2 separate regions of the Hordeum vulgare genome follow, and region 2 is linked to region 1. A link is a contact called in public Hi-C data. All regions are on one chromosome and are shown on one strand. The core of a region is the stretch at or near the end of the contact, and the rest is flanking DNA. Distances in the headings are between cores, read along the strand shown. Region 1 holds the start of LOC123395679 (mRNA-decapping enzyme-like protein). Region 2 holds the start of LOC123398986 (probable F-box protein At2g36090).

Region 1 (5,198 bases), core at 1,577-4,076:
GAGTTGTTTCCTTCCTCTCTTTACTAGCCTTTGCAGTGGTGATGAACCAACCTCGCATCATTTTCTCAAACAAAATAATAAATGAGGACTGAGTTGTGCTAGGACCGAGTTAACCCCCCAACCATGACCAAACTATTGCAAATATGTATCATCTCACGAACAAATTAGAATGAAACAATGATAAAGTTCAGAGAGAACTTACACTGAAATAACTGGCAAACGATTCATCAGGGGTATCAGAAACTACAGCTGTAGCTGATGGAGGAGGTTCAAGGGGACCATCTATGGCAGAGGATGTAAGAACAGCCTCTAATTCCTCAAACTCACTGTCACGCACCAAAATGATTCAGCAGAAGTACATTCAATACAGAACTCAAAACAAAGCTCCAATTACAATAAAATTGGACAAATGAACTCAAGAGATGAAACAAGTTTAACATTCACAAGTACAGAAGAGAACCTTTTTATAGATGACACTTTCGGCTTTGGGGGCACTTTGGCGTAAGCATTCAGTATCCTGCCCGAAAAGGATTGAAACAAAATTTCTTACTGCAAAATGAATAGCAGCAAACAACAGCTATATTGTGTACTAATTCCTGCCGATAGGATAGAATCATTTATTGCAGCTACTGATTTAGATATTGGTGAATGTGTACTTAAGACAACAAATAGTTCAAAGACCACATACTAAGGACTAATTAAGCAGTTCAATGCCTAAATGCAAATAGCATTGTTTATAAAGCATCCCGCTTCAGACGCTTATGCATCGCTTAAGCTTAAGCGACAAGGCGCCCTGGCAGCGCCTTAGATATTTGCCCGCTTTAGGCACTTAGGCGTCACTTAAGCATTAGAGCGGGTGGTGCTCGCTTTAGGTCGCTTTACCGCTTTATAAACAATGGCAAATAGAATATTCGACAGTTCTCAGTATTCGACAGTTCAACTAGAGTAAACAAAACTTCCAAAGTCAAATTCTTCCTCCAGTTTCCTAAAGATGTCATATTTTAATGTTTGCATGATCCTAAAAACTTAAACTTTCACCACTTGTTATTACAATATATATTTGGTGTTCGCCAAACTATATACATTGTGTGCGAGTACGTAAACTGAACAGCACTAAATACTAAATATTTTAGTACCGAAGATAACAAAAGTGGGGTGATTGGGTACACTGACTACACACTTGTAAAAAGAAAAATAAGGCACTGACCCAGGAGGGCGGGGGCGGGGGCGGGGGGGGGGGGGGTACACAAACTTTACCTTCCAAACAAACTAGCAACAGCTTCACACTCCTGTTGGTTATAAAACCAAATGCCATTTACTTCCTGTGTGGCATTCCGATACAACAAATATGGAGGCTGGAGTTCGTATTCAAAATCACTCAACAAATCCTCCACGAGATTATCTGTCAAATATAGAACGCGATATTTTCATGGGCCAATCACTTTACTTTATATACCATAGAAAAAATAGCATCTAGGCAAACTGAGGAGTTGTCAGTCTATGGCTACACTCTAAATACCTTGTAAAAATACAAATCACGAAAACACACCTATCTTACTACAGTGAGAAACAGAACGCCAAACCCCAAAAATTTTGTCTACTCAGACATGAATGACAAACCTTGTTCACAGTGTGTTCACATGGGCATCTGTTTTGTGTTTATGTGACAGTTCACATCTTTTCTCCACACTAAATCTATCTAAAACATAATAAGAATTTAGATCGATACTATCTTGATGTGTATCAGATTTCTCCAGTTGATCCATTGACCAAGAATTAGTGCTACAGGCCCCATCAGATTTGTATATGCAGCCATAGAGCTACTGCAAGATCCTAAACTTTCTAAGATCATCTCTTCTTTCTTTTTTAGCAAACTCTAAGATCATCTCTGATCCCTTGTAACAATATCACTGGAGAGTTAACTATCAGCCTGAATAAAAACAGCGTCATAAAAATCTAATTACTTGTTTTTTAATGTGGCTCAGCATCGCCGATAAATGCAATTTTTCAGTGCCGACCAAATCTGTTTGAATCAAGCAACATACTATAACCAATTCATTTTAATCTAACTAATGCACTACTTCATCAATAATGATCCAATCTACTTAACACAAGTCAATCTTAGGATTTAGGACGCACTGACACAAAAGAATGTTCCATCGTGATCTCTATCCTATTTGAAGGACCCAGCGTACTACAGATCCTTCTGCTCGTGCAATATATAAACTAGTACGTCGGTAATCAAATACAGTACGTACGAGAGACCAGCCAACCAACTTAGATCAAAGATGCACGTACCGGTATTGCGCCTGTTCATGACGATGAACTGGAACCTCGGCTGTGAGTTCCTACACGCAATCCAACGCAATCCTAATACAATTAGCTGCTGCACGCGCACAAAACCCACATATAAACCCTAAACACGTTTTCCCCAATCTGTCTCACCTCTTCACCACGAAGAGCGATCCCTCCACGTCCTTCCGGCTCTGCACGAAACAGAAATAAAATCAGATCGGAACGGATCGTGGTCGAGTGCAGCAAAGGCATCGGACGAGAGAGGAGCCCTCACCCACTGGTTGAGGTCGATGTTGAAGTCGTAGAGCGTGACGTGTGCGGCGGTGATGAGGATGTCTTCGACGGCGGGGTCAAGGCGCTGCAGGACGGTGAGGTTAAGCAGGCGCGTGCCCTCGGCGTCCATGGCCAGGTTCGGCGTTACTTTTCCCCCGTTCGGGTGCGGCTGCGGCGGCGGTGGCGGCGGCATCGCGAGGTCGCCTCCGGGTTGCTGGGGGTCGGGGTGGGGACGGGGGATCTGAGAGCTATCGAGTATCGAGTGGGATGTTTGCTGTTTGTGGAACCGTCACACCATAATAAGACGACGCGGATCGCCAAATCGCTCTCAAATATTATACGGTATCGCATAGTCCGGACCCTATTTGTTGTAAAAAAAAATAGTCCGGGCCTTTTTTGTTTTTTAAAGAATTTTGATTAACAAAAAAAATATATATCCATTTTATATCTACTATCAAAAGACTCGTGCGTTGCAACGGGTATATATAAAATAACCCAAATACTAAATAGTGTAGCTGTACTATTTTGTTGAAACGAGTGCACCTTCACGCGGAAGTGTGTAGCAAGTTATTCCACTTTATTCTGGTTTTTTTTCAAAATACTATAACTTTTGACCCAAGCTTTAAAACGATGATTCGTTTTCACGGTTGTGTTTCTTACGATGAACTCGTCAAAACTAGATCTCATATGAATAGGTTTCGACAAAAAAAATTGAACAACTGTGGAGTGATATTTAGGCAACTTTAGTGCTAAAGAAAAGTAACTTTTATTAGTGTGCGTAGTATGATTGCCTATCAACGAAAATTCCTTCGAAATTATCTATCATGACTATAAGGTTAAATAACTTCACCCTTTAGCCACCATATGGCAAATGTGGTCAGTTATTTCCAAACTTAAATGGTTAAATTATGTGTCGGATGTGCATGCTCAGCTCCACATGCGTTGGATATCCATTAGTTCATGTATGAAAAAATCTAAAAGGCTATAACTATCAAACCGTGTGTCGAAATTATGATATGTTTTCACCGTTGGGTTTCTCGTGACGAACTCTTCAAAACGAGATCCCATATGAATATGTTTTGAAGAATTTTTTTCAAAAACAACTCCAATGGTATATGAGTCAAATTAGTGCTAAACAGAAGCAACTTTGATGATAGATAAATTGCATCATGTGTGTACACATGGATTGCTTGTTGAATGCACTCGAGTTACACAAAAAACACTAAAAGTTGCTAACTTTTTGTGATACTCGAGTGCAATTATGGTAACTATTCACAAATAGCAGGCAACTGAGCATTAATGGCAGGCAACTAAACATCAAATGTAGGCAACTGACCATCAGTAATAGGCAACCGAGCATTAAAATTGAGCAATTTTATAGTATTTTATAGGCAACTGAGCATCAAAATTGAGCAATTTCATAATATTTGTAGGCAACTGAGCATCAATCATAGGCAAGTGATCATCATTATTTAATTATGTAAAGCTTTTAGAGGTGAATCTAGTCAACTGTTAGTCGTGGTAACCAACTTAGAAGAATTCTTCATTGATAGATAGCCATACTAAGGGGAAAGGAGTTGCTTGCCTATAGGACTAAAGTTGCCTCATCTAGCACATAAAGTTGCTAAAAAAAAGTTTGTCAAAACCTATCCATATGGGATCTAGTTTTGAAGAGCTCGTCGTAAGAAACACAGCCGTGAAAACGAATCGTCATTCTGACGCTTGGTTCAAAAGTTATGACTTTTTGAATTTTTTGAAACGCTAATAAATACACGTGGTTGGTTGTCCTTAGGTGCGTCCACTACCGCGAGCGGGCGCTCATGCACTCGATAACCACGTCCATCAAATAAATTTAAGATTTTTTGTGGTAACTAAGTTTAACGACCGGCAGAATCGAGTTATAGGTTCTAATCCATCTGTTTTTACACTACTTTGATCAATACAATGAAGTAGCGAGTAATTGCATGTGATATAAAAAAGTAGCCATTAATTGCATGTGACGGTAAGTTGTCATGGACTTTCTTTATTAAATTTTCATGATTCGTGTCAAATTCCTGAGCATGAGGCTTGTCTACTTGTACATAGTTGCAAAAAAGCTCGACGAAGCGGCAACATCCGTAAGTGAAAATTGAATTTTAGCAGTAATCTGGCTGCCATATTGTCTTTAGCCGGGAGATTATGGATATGTCATCTGACGTGCACTTGGCCCGGACGATTTCACCGGGTTGTTCTTCAAAATATGTTGGGTACACTGTTAAAGTTGACCTGCTTTGAGTGTTTCGGACACTGCATGCCGGGAGGTTTGGTTCCTTCGATTGCCTCAATTCGTCTCTGATCACTCTTCTCCCAAAGAAGGCGGATATCGTTGATTTGTCGGACTTCACAATGATTAATCTCATCCATTTGCTGCCAAGATCTTCGTCAAAATCCTCTCAGGCAGGCTGGCACCCCTTCTCCCATTCTGATCTCTAAGGCTGAGTGCGCTTTTGTGTGTGCTAGAAATATCCACGAGATTTTCAAGCTCGTGAAGAATACGGCGAAATTGTTGCATGGAAGGAAAACCTCCGCGGTCTTGATGAAAATTGATATTTCAAAAGCCTTCGACAACCCATCTTCGGAGTTTTTGCTTG
Region 2 (5,229 bases), core at 1,464-3,963, 380 kb before region 1:
TAGAGCTACCCTGATCATAAATATTGTTGGATTATGATTAGCCTGGGAACAACTATCATATCATTGGAGATGTGGTCGTCCACGTGCCAGCTGCTCGCCCTCGGGCTCAGCTCCGTCATGGCCGACGGCGCCGGCGAGCACCTTCCGCCGTGCTGGTGCTCGACGGAGGAGTACTGCCTGTCGCCAACCCTCGCCACGCCGCGCCGCGCCGGCTGCTCGCCGTTGTCCATCTGGGCGGCGGTGTGTGGTGGGGGTGATGCGGGAGGCGGGGTGGAGGAGCAGGGGAGATGGTGAGGAGGCGGGGGCGGGGGCGGAGGAGGGAGGGGCGGTGCTGGTGGTTGCGGTGGGGTGGAGGGAGTGGCCGGCGGGGTGTGACGGCGGTGGCGGTGAGGGGGAGGCGGGTTGGAGGAGCAGGGTGGGCTCGGGAGGAGAAGAAGGGTTTTTTTTTTCTGTCCGGTCCGGATGGAGAGAGAGAGAGTCGGTTTTTTCTGGATCGAAGCGGTCCTGACCGGTTTTTTCTGTAAGAGACTGACCGGTGGATCATATGTGTCAGAAAGAGCATCTATACGTAGAAATACAGGATCTTCAAAATACGGCATGTATCTTGATACGTATTTGTAAAAAAATTAAAAGATGGCACCAACTTGTGAATACGGCCCGAATTGTGGTAGTCTTTTGCAATTAACTCGGAGTTATAGGAAAGAGGGAAGACCCCCTAGGTATCCAGTGGTCTCTCCACATCCGTATGTTATTACCGTTTCTCACTCGCCAGATCATTCCACATTTGACTAGCTCGAGTCCATGCTCAATTCCACGACAAACTTCGGACACATTCCCCCGTAAAGACATTGTCTACTAAATGTCCTGCTGGAAAATACTTTGCTTTTAGTAATCTGGATACCGAACTCTCTCGATGATCTACCAGTCTCCAAGCTTGTTTAGCCAGAAGCGCCTGGTTAGGCTACTCATAGTGAGGAGTAACATATAGTAGTATCATGCATATGTTACTATTGTATGATACTACCTTCATAGTGCATAGTATTATAAACTAGTATCATATATGTTCTTATTTATTGACATGCGTCACACATAGTAGCATAGCATTTAACATGATACGGTATCTACCTATGTTATCATAACCCTCTCTCTCTTCTTTAATTACTTGCCACATCACCATGTTTACTACTTTCAAGACTATATTACTAGCTATAATATCCCCATTATGGCCAGCCTTAAAGGCTTGCATGTCTCTAAAACCCATGTCGCCCATAAATTTCGAAAGTATCATTTATCCCAAGTGAACCATGTCATCTCCCTCTTACCATCCTCGACACCCCATCAGTATTGCCGAATTAATCGAGACAGATCATCGCACACTGACATGGAAAGCTTGAAAATACTCATCATGTAAATCGGTATTGCTTGAGCCACCGTCTTAATTAAAACCTCCTTACTTGTCATGGTCTCATGGATATGCACGTTTCACTCCAATCAACTAGCCTTTTGCTTAGCCTTGCGTGTATGGGTTGGAGTAATTATTTGCTCATTTTACCTTGAGGGACTCGCAAGCCTAAATACTTTGGCTCGAACACCTCTTGAAAAATATTTATAATTATTTTCACCTCCTGTGTAACTCCGGACGGGCAACTGTTAGCGAAAAGAATGGAACAATTTAACAAATTAATCAATTGTCCAATCGTTTAAGGCCCTGTTTGGAACCATAATAGATTATGATAATCTGGATTGTGACAATAGATTATATAATCTGGTTTATAAAAATAATCTAGGTGGACATGTTTGGAGGCCAGATTATATAAACTATAATACATGTTTTACATTGCATAATGACATGTCTGCCCTCTGTTTTTTTTTTAAATTAGGAGGGTGGCGGTGGTACGAATGTAATTATCTCCAATTTTACAAGGGTAATGGGTCATTAACAATCCATAATCTGATTTTAGCTGGTATAGAGTAGATTATGAGTTTTTAATAATCTATCCATCTAGTTTTTATAATCTACACCATAAACTGTCATGTTTGGAGACAGAATAGATTATAAAAACTGGATTATATAATCTGGGTGGTTCTAAACAGGGCCTAAAATAACACAAGTGTAGAATAAAAACCGCACATGCCAAACACTCACGAAAGGATAGCCTCCAATGTCAAATATCAACGACAAACCGTGTGTGTTGAGCACAGGGAGACACGCCAATCTTTGAAGGATTCAGAGCGTTTAGGTCGGGGCATTAGTGTGGGAGAAAAATGGGACCATGTGTTGTTGCCCGTCACAATAAACGTAGTTTAACGTACCACTCCTGCTAGTGCAACTGCAATCGTCGTTTCTCTGAACACCAGAACGTGAAATAATACGACTGAAATTTGTAAGCACGAGAACAGATCAGTATATGAAAGTTACCCTCCAACCTAATGTAATCCCATTCGCTGCCGCGCCGGTCAAAGGAGCCATGCCCATTCCTGCACGGCCTGGCCCCGCACGTCAGTGAAATGTAGGTGCACACACGAACGCATTGAAGCGAGAGGCGAAATCGTGGCCACGTGAACCTTCCAGTCAGCTTTGCGTTGGGGAGACGCCCCGGAGCGTCACCGTGGCGTCTCCGTTCTACAGGAACGAACGAGTAGACCCGGCGGCGGTCGCTTCCCTTTCAGACCGTGATCACTCACCCTCCAGACAAATATATATAACCAAGTTATTATTAGCTTCAAACCCAATCAAAGCCCAAAAGTATCCTACACGTGATCTTATCTTAATAAGCGTCAGGAACTTGCAGGAGCCTCACATCACAACCTACACAAGATTTTGAGAAAAGTCACGGTATCGCCGGTCGATCGCAGCGCGACAATCAGAAGTTGCACTGCGGTTCCACGTGCGCGCGCTACTGCGTGCCAGCCTCTGCAATCGATCGACCCTGCGGTCATGGTGGGAGCTCGCGTCGAGGAGATGACGGGGGGTTGTTCACCGGCGTGCGACCACGACGGCGGCATTGAGACAGTCATCGAGGACCTCCCCGTGGAAGTCCTGGTTACCGTGCTCCGCTGTCTCGACGGCGCGTCCCTCGCGGCAGTTGGGTGCGCGAGCGCGGGATTCCGCGAGCTCGCCAACGACCCCGACGCGTGGCGGGCGCTCTGCCTCGAGATGTGGCCGTCGCTACGTCAAGTCGTCAGCTGCGGCGGCGACGGCGGCTACCGGGCTCTCTACGCTGACGCGTTCCCGTTCCCGACCGCGTCACCCGCGGTGTCGAGCTCCCTCCCGGCGCGGCTCGTCTCGGCCGTTGACCTGCACCACAACGGCGTTTGCATCATGTCCCGCGTCGTTGAGACGGAAGCCTCGTCGGCGTGGTTCCTCGGGTCACCGTTCCGCGTCGACGCGCTCCTCCAGGAGGGCTTCACGTCGCCGTCGCCGATCACGCCAGGCGATCTGAGGCTGAACTGGATACTGATCGACCCGGCAACCGGCGCCGCCGTGAACGTCTCCAGCCGGCGTCCCGTGTCCATCGAGAGGAGGTGGCTGACCGGCGAGTCCGTGGTGCGGTTCACCGTGGTGCTCGGCGGCGGCGTCGCGTTGGAAGCGGCGGTTATGTGCGACGATCGGCACGGGCATGTGAGGGAAATAAACCTGTGCGCGGCGGACGCCGAGGGTGGCGGCGTGAACGGGCAGGACGGGCTGGCCGCGGTCGCCACGGCCATGGCGAGCGCGAGGCAGCGCCGTGGAGCGGAGGAAGCATTGAGGCAGCTCTACGAGGAGTTCGCCGAGGGGAAGCGGGAAAGGAAGGAACGAAAGGAGAGGCGGGAGAGCATCGTTGACCTCTGCTGCTCAGGCCTCGGCGCTGCAGCTTTCCTAGCTTTCTTGGTCATGCTCACATTCCGGTGACAGTGCGACGGCCGGCTGTAACTTAAAAGTATTGATTTAAGGAAAAATCTACTCCCTCCGTAACTAAATATAAGTCTTTTAAGATATTTCACTAGGTGTCTACATACGAAGCAAAATGAATGAATCTATACTCTAAAGTATGTCTATATACATCCGTATGTAGTCCATTAGTGAAAACTCTAGAAAGACTTATATTTAGGAACGGAGGGAGTAATTTACAGTGCGCACACGGCTGCGTTGTCATGCGGCGGGCACACTGACCCATCTAATCTAAGCATATCGCGTGGGACCGTTAGATTAGAGAGGGGAAAGAGTTTTGCATGCTAGAGATAACGTGAATTCATTTTGATGTTTGAAATTCAAAAAGTTTCATCTACAAAACCGTTAATTCAATCGATGATTCATTTTCATCATTGGCTTTCTCGCGACGAGTTCTTCGAAACTAGATCCCATGTCGATATATTTCGTCAACTATTTTTTTTCGTTTATAATTGCCACATTTTTTGACCCACTTGCATATTATTAACCACTTACTTGCCTTAAAAAAATAACTTGATTGTCATTTTTTAATGTTGTTTCGTACAAAAGCCTTGTAACAGATTTCATTATACATGATATAAAAGCATGTCATTGGTTCTGTTTGCCAATTTAAAATATATCAACTTGTCATATTTACAATGACTCACAAATTGTATGAGACAATATGACGACGAGGTAGGATCAAAATGACAAGCACAAAAAATATACGTGGCAAATGTGATTTTGTAAGGACTTACAAGCTTTATGAGACCACATGACAACTTAGTAGAATAAAAATGACAAGCACATTAAAACATTTGGGGGACTGCATATATAAGCATCGACAATCTTTGCACGAAACGACATAAAAAAATATGACAATTAAGTTATTTTTATTGGGCAAGTAAGTGATTAATAATATAGCAAGTGAGTGGAACAATGTGGCAATTACGGAAGGGAAAAAAAGTTTGTCGAAACATGTCGACATGGGATCTAGTTTCGAAGATCTTGTCGCGACAAAGCCAACGGTGAAAACATATCATCAATTGAATTAACGGTTTTAAAGATAAAACTTTTTGAATTTCAAACACTGGAGAGAATCTTTATGTCTATATTTAGGTGCATGTGCATGCGAGGCGAGTTGAATCCTTTTTTAATAACCGACATGCATGCATATTAGTATAAGAGCCGCTGCACGGCAACGCCCGGGTGCGGTGCCGCTCTATAGTCGGGTCCTTGATTAAAAGTTGGAAAAATCTATCTACAAGGGTGCGCAACGTTGGTCTTTCGTGTCCCAGGTGCACAACGTCCATTCTATC

The links. A called contact is a pair of places that touch in the nucleus more often than the background predicts.
Region 2: a contact with region 1 is called in a Hi-C map of leaf, with 3 times the contacts expected there. The contact joins the promoter of LOC123398986 here to the promoter of LOC123395679 in region 1. A contact is called at or near these places in 5 of 6 Hi-C or Micro-C datasets (leaf, seedling and an unstated tissue) and 1 of 1 datasets of contacts at active chromatin or transcription factors (embryo).

Annotation. Positions count from the first base shown.
Region 1 is chr5H:272,039,274-272,044,471 of MorexV3_pseudomolecules_assembly, reverse strand. LOC123395679 (mRNA-decapping enzyme-like protein) reads right to left here and starts at 2,826. Exons shown (of 8, transcript XM_045090710.1): 1 at 2,570-2,826; 2 at 2,446-2,486; 3 at 2,299-2,348; 4 at 1,258-1,402; 5 at 461-517; 6 at 203-326. The coding sequence starts at 2,761.
Region 2 is chr5H:272,423,257-272,428,485 of MorexV3_pseudomolecules_assembly, reverse strand. LOC123398986 (probable F-box protein At2g36090) reads left to right here and starts at 2,713. Exons shown (of 1, transcript XM_045093426.1): 1 at 2,713-3,960. The coding sequence starts at 2,939. The coding sequence ends at 3,892. LOC123398987 (a long non-coding RNA gene) reads right to left here and starts at 244. Exons shown (of 6, transcript XR_006610297.1): 1 at 1-244.